Regions from separate parts of the Mus musculus genome. Here region 2 is linked to region 1. Evidence: chromatin contacts called from public Hi-C data. All regions are on one chromosome and are shown on one strand. Each heading gives the region's core, a stretch centred on a gene start, on an enhancer-like site or on the middle of the called end of the contact. The rest is flanking DNA. Distances are from core to core; before and after follow the strand shown.

What was found. Hi-C and Micro-C count contacts between places; a contact is called where the count stands out from the background.
Region 2: a contact with region 1 is called in a Hi-C map of uterus, with 2.1 times the contacts expected there. The contact joins two enhancer-like sites. A contact is called at or near these places in 2 of 484 Hi-C or Micro-C datasets (liver and uterus) and 1 of 115 datasets of contacts at active chromatin or transcription factors (fibro-adipogenic progenitors).

What each region holds. Positions count from the first base shown.
Region 1 is chr13:101,978,992-101,981,691 of GRCm38.p6, forward strand. No RefSeq gene overlaps it. Among named protein-coding and RNA genes, the nearest start is that of Gm41044, 34 kb to the right of the region's middle. Within about 2 kb of position 1,355, at least 12 of the 459 cell types and tissues checked have an H3K27ac peak or open chromatin away from gene starts, as enhancers often do. A contact at or near this core is called in uterus, where this site is marked.
Region 2 is chr13:102,231,405-102,234,104 of GRCm38.p6, forward strand. No RefSeq gene overlaps it. Among named protein-coding and RNA genes, the nearest start is that of Gm36703, 120 kb to the right of the region's middle. Within about 2 kb of position 1,302, at least 83 of the 459 cell types and tissues checked have an H3K27ac peak or open chromatin away from gene starts, as enhancers often do. A contact at or near this core is called in uterus, where this site is marked.

The DNA.
Region 1 (2,700 bases), core at 105-2,604:
AGAGAGGTATGAAAAGATGGCCATGATTCAGAAAGGGGATGCTGTTTACAGGAAAGGTGGCAGATAAGAGAAAAGTAGAAGGACCAAACCATAGAGGCAGCAAGAAAGCTAGGCTAGGTTGACCTCCATTTGTTAAGCTTGGAGCAGGTCCATAAGAGAGTGAAAACAACCTCATGTCTCTACAGAATAGGAAAGGCTGTAAGAGGAAGGATATGCATGGAGACCAGTGAGAAAGCTGTAATATCCAGAGTGTGAACGCATCTTTTTTGTTATATTAATTCTCTTTTCCTCAGTCTGATAAAAGATACAGACCAGAAAAATGGAAGGCCCAGATAAGGCTGATGGAGTGAATGGAAGAAGAAAAGACTGCATATGGTACTTCAGAGCATCTTATTTAAAGTTAGAAGGGCCGAGCCGGGCATGGTGGCACACTCCTTTAATCCCAGCACTCGGTAGGCAGAGGCAGGCAGATTTCTGAGTTTGAGGCCAGCCTGGTCTACAAAGTGAGTTTCAGGACAGCCAGGACTATACACAAAAACTCTGTCATAAAAAAACCAAACAAACAAAAAAGTTAGAAGGGCCAATCTAAAGTAACAAGTCAAATCCCACTCGTCACAACTTCTTTTATTTTTTATTATTTCTTTGCTTTTTGAGATTACAATATCATATTGTTTCCCTTTCCTTCTTCCCAAACCTCCCATAAACTCACCTTTGTTCTCTTTCAAACTTATAGCCTCTTTTTTCATTAATTGTTGTTACATACAATTGCATATGTATATGCATATGAATTCCTAAACACCACCTGCTCAGTCCATACAATGTTACTTGGACATATTCTTTCAGGGCTGACCATTTGGCATTGAACAATTAATTGGTGAGCTCTTCCCTACTCCTCTCACTGTCAACATTTCTTAGTTGCCTGTCCTTCTTTGTGTAGGCTTGAGGTGGGCTTTCCCTAGTCACTTTAATGTGTTCTTGTTCAGCTAACATTTAGGCAGTCATGTTGAGACTTTATATGTGTAACTTCTGACAATCCTAGGATATACAATCTCCTAGAAAACTCCCTGTTCTTTTGGCTGTTAAAATCTTTCTGTCTAACCTTCTGCAAATATATGTCTGTCTATCATCTGACAGAGATAGATAGAGAGAGAGAGAGAGAGAAAGAGAGAGAGAATATATGCACTGCTTGAATCCAGCACAATTTCTCATTAGTCCCCCTCCCCCCAAGCTGTTTGCACCCCCTATCCCTGTCTCCTTAGAGAGGAGACAGAGGCCGGGCAGAGGATGCTTCCATTGCATTTTGCATTGCCATTCCATTCTAGCAATTATGCAAGCGAGGGGGAGGGGGTGTGTGGGCATGTTCCATTCTTGAGGTCCTTTGATCACTTTTGTTCTTACATAACTCCTCAACAGCTGGGGCTGTAAACTTTAAAATTGGCAGGATCATAGTTCGTATTGCGAAAGGAGACTCAGCCCAAATTTGAAGAGAAACAGCTAGATATTTTTAGTGATTCCAGTATCTAGATTCCTAAGCATTTAGTGAGTCCTGGGGGGTAGCAAGCAATTCTTCTTTGCTAGATGTCACCATCTTGACTGGTACTGTGATACTTGGGTCTGGCTTGGGAGCATGAGTACTTTCTCTCCTCTCTCTCTCTCTCCCAACCCCAAGCTCTGGCTTATAATAACTCTCCTGCCTAGAGAGCCAGAGGGATGCTCACTGTAATGTTCCAGGCATCCAGGAATAAATCCACACCAACATATGCTTTGTCCTCTTTTTGGCTCTTGGTCCTTCTCACTTGGGACAGCCATCCTCCTCTCAACAACATTTGTCCTTCATTTGTCTTCATCACTTTCCTCTCAAACATGTCCCTCCCCCTCCTGATCTTCCTTGCTCTCTTTTGCCAACCACTTCCTCACTACCATTTCTCCCTCTGTTCTTTTCCACTCCTCTTCTTTATTTTTTTAAGTTTTTGCATTTAAGTTTCTTCCTTTGTTTGATTGTCTTAGATTCTGAGTCTGAGACAGGGTCTTGCAACGTAGACCAGGCTGGCTTCAAACTTGAGGCTCTTCTGCTCTAGTCTTTTGAATACTGGGATTATAAGCTTGAGGCTTCATATCAAGCTTCAGACATGAACATTTATCCATCAAAATAGAAAGGAGTCTGTTTATTGCTAGGAAGACTGCATCATAATGAAAATGGGAAAACGTAAACACCACTTGTTCAAAGCTGTTATAACACTCCTACATAAAGTCGATGCCAACTGTAGAAATAGGTTTATGAAGAAATTGTTAAACTTCCAAGTTGCTCAAATAAAATTAAAGAAAAACAAAATTGTGCTTTCTGCAGTGAATCAATTGGGGGCATCATGGATACTGGCTAGTCATTCATTCAAACATTTAGAGTTCTAAGATAACAAGGAAGTCACGTATATCATTTTCTTCTGTTAACCTTTCTTTCCCACCAAATAACTGAGATGTAACCTTAAGAAGAGCTTTAATTTTTTATCTCCAAAAGTGGCAGGCCATGGTGAAAAGGATAATGCTTGATGAGGTAACCAACTGCTTGGACCTGAGGCTCACTCCCACAGGATGGAACCCATGGCTGATTCTGTACACTCAGTAAAGAACCCAAGGTAAGTGAGGTCATAGGGTCTATGTGGGGAACCTACAATTATTGTTTTGCTACATCACCGTGTTGTC
Region 2 (2,700 bases), core at 52-2,551, 250 kb after region 1:
ATCTGGAAAGTTTCGTGCTTTCCTGTGCAATGTTGCTCAGGACTTGGTCCTTTCCCTCCACACAGTGAGAAAGAACTGTCTGCTACCTAGGCTTTGTGGGAGAGCTGACTTTTCTAGGTGGACCATGTTCTCATTAGTGTAGAGCTAGGAACTGTTTCATTTTAATTAAAGGTAATCCAGAACTGATGCACTTTCTAAGGAAGCAATGTGTCAATAAAACAACTTAGAAGGAGTAGAATGAGTGTCTCCCCTTGGCAATTGGAGAGCAGAGGCAGCAAACTGTGTGACCAGTGCAGCAGGTAGGACACTCCCACTAAGTTCTTCTTGCTGGTGTTTGGGTTTTGCTTTTTCCTTCTCACCAAAAACAAAGGAGGAATCTTTTGGGTAATATTTCCATGAGAGGCTCCAAAACCGTGAAATCCCAGATTCTAAAGAAAGAGCTGCCTACCTCCTACAGTTATGGTGACCCCCTAAAGTTTTTATCAGCCCCTTCTGGAAAGGCATCAAGTCCACCCACCTTGTTAAATAACTATTTATCTCCCTACTTGCGGTCTGTAATTATCATTCCATTTCTGGGGAACCAGGACTACATCCAGCTACAGACCCAGTTCAAAGTGAGGAGGAGGAGGAGGAGGAGGAGGAGGAGGAGGAGGAGGAGGAGGAGGAGGAACATAAAACTGCCCTATCTGGTTTGTCTTCCTTCCTTCCTTCCTTCCTTCCTTCCTTCCTTCCTTCCTTCCTTCCTTCCTTCCTTTCTTTCTTTCTTTCTTTCTTTTTTCTTTCTTTCCTTCTCTCTCTCTCTCTCTCTCTCTCTCTCTCTCTCTCTCTCTCTCTCTTTTTCTTTTCTTTCTTTTTTTTCCAGTAAGCAATGAAGGAACTAAGAGCGTACACACATTCTTCTTGTCTTGGATCAACAAAGGAGTCATGCCAAATGTCAGATTAAATATTCCGCAGCTGAAGTGTTTGCACAACTTTTTGGTGGCTACCATTTAAAGAAACAAAACCAGCGATGGGCCTTTAAAAAAAAAATCACCCTTCCTTTGACATGCTCACAGTGTTCTGCCAGCAGTTGCTCCAAGCTGGAAGGCCAGGCCCTGCATATCTTGTCAATGGACCATGTGTGCCAGCTGGCAAGCATAGACTTGGGTATCCGTTCCTACAGGGGCATGAAGCCCCACTGTGTGCCTCACAGGCCACAACTGTATTGCTGTCTTCTTTCACCCATGACTGTGTTGGCTGAGGAGCTGGCCATTTAAATACAGAAGGAATTTCCTGATTCTTCAAGTATCTGTCATGTTTCAACAATGAGGTTGCACTCTCTGAGCTGCGTGTCTTTTCAGTTTGGGTTGGCTCTGTGGGACTGCTGGGGAAACCAGAGACAGATCTTTTATTGAAACAAAATAATAAGTCTGAACAAATCAGCCTTGTTATCTTTGGCTCTGGTGAGAGGTATATTCTTTTCAGCTTTATATTTCTACAGGATTGCTCAAGAGGCAATGTTTCCCCTTGCCAGGTTATGTGAGGGACAGAAGAGAACAGAAGGAGCCGGAATGCTTGGAGAAATGAGCGTTTTCCTGCATTTTCCAAATTACCTTTCCTTCTAGTCTGAGGCAGTCAGTGTTCCTCCCTCATTTCTCTTATAAGAAAAGAGAAGGGCAGGGCATCTCTCACCTGGCCAACATTGCGTGGTGGCAGTGTAGCTGTGAAGAATGACATTGGCCACTCACTCTCTATGATTTCAGGCAAGTTACTTCACCCCTCCACTCTAATTTAACTCCTTTACAAGAATGGAAATGGCAACAGGAATTGTTTGCTGATATTGACATAGAATCTGGAGTGTGTGAAGTGAGCTTAGGAGTAAAAGACAAGCCAGGTCAACTTCCAGCGACCGTGTAGACTGAAACCAAATGCCAGTCTTCTCTCAGCAGATACTGAGGGCTCTTCACTCTTCCGGAAGTCACTATCTTTCCCTGCATCCTCCATGGCAAGGTTGGAGGCAAGCAGAGACTCCAAAGAGATGTAGTTGTGTGTTCTTTTATTTCAATGTGCTTTTCCGGACTAGAGAGATGGCTCAGTTGTTAAGGATGCTTAGTCCATCACAGAGTACAGAGTTCAGTTCTCCGTACCTACCTAGGATGGCTTACACTACCAGAAAATTTAAATATATGCGATGCGATGTTCTCTTTAGCCTCCCTGGGTACCTGGAGACATGTGGTGCATATAACTTCACACCTACACACAGATAAATACATAAATAAATAAAATTACTTTTCCATGGAGATGAACTAGACCTGAAGCTCTAGCTCAGATCATAACAACTGCAAAAGCAACTGCCTCTGTGTACCAAGTAGAGGGAGTCTCCCAGGCTATGGAGACACATCTGGGATCTGTCCTATCATTCCCAGGTAAGCACTCTAGATTTAGAACAGAACGCACAAAGTTGTCAGGAGACGTATTTACTTGTGACAGTTGATGTCTGGTCTATTCCAGCTTGACTGTTTATGATAACGGGTACCAATCATCACAGGGGCTGCCAGTAGGATCCTTCAAAACACCACACAGGTGCTTCCCACATGGCAGGCTCTGTAGTCATCCTTGGATCCAAAGATGAGTCAGAAACAACCCTTTCTTCCCAAATGAGGCTTTATAATACAGAGAGATTTCTGCCGTTGTGTTTCAATTCTATATCCTCTAGAATCC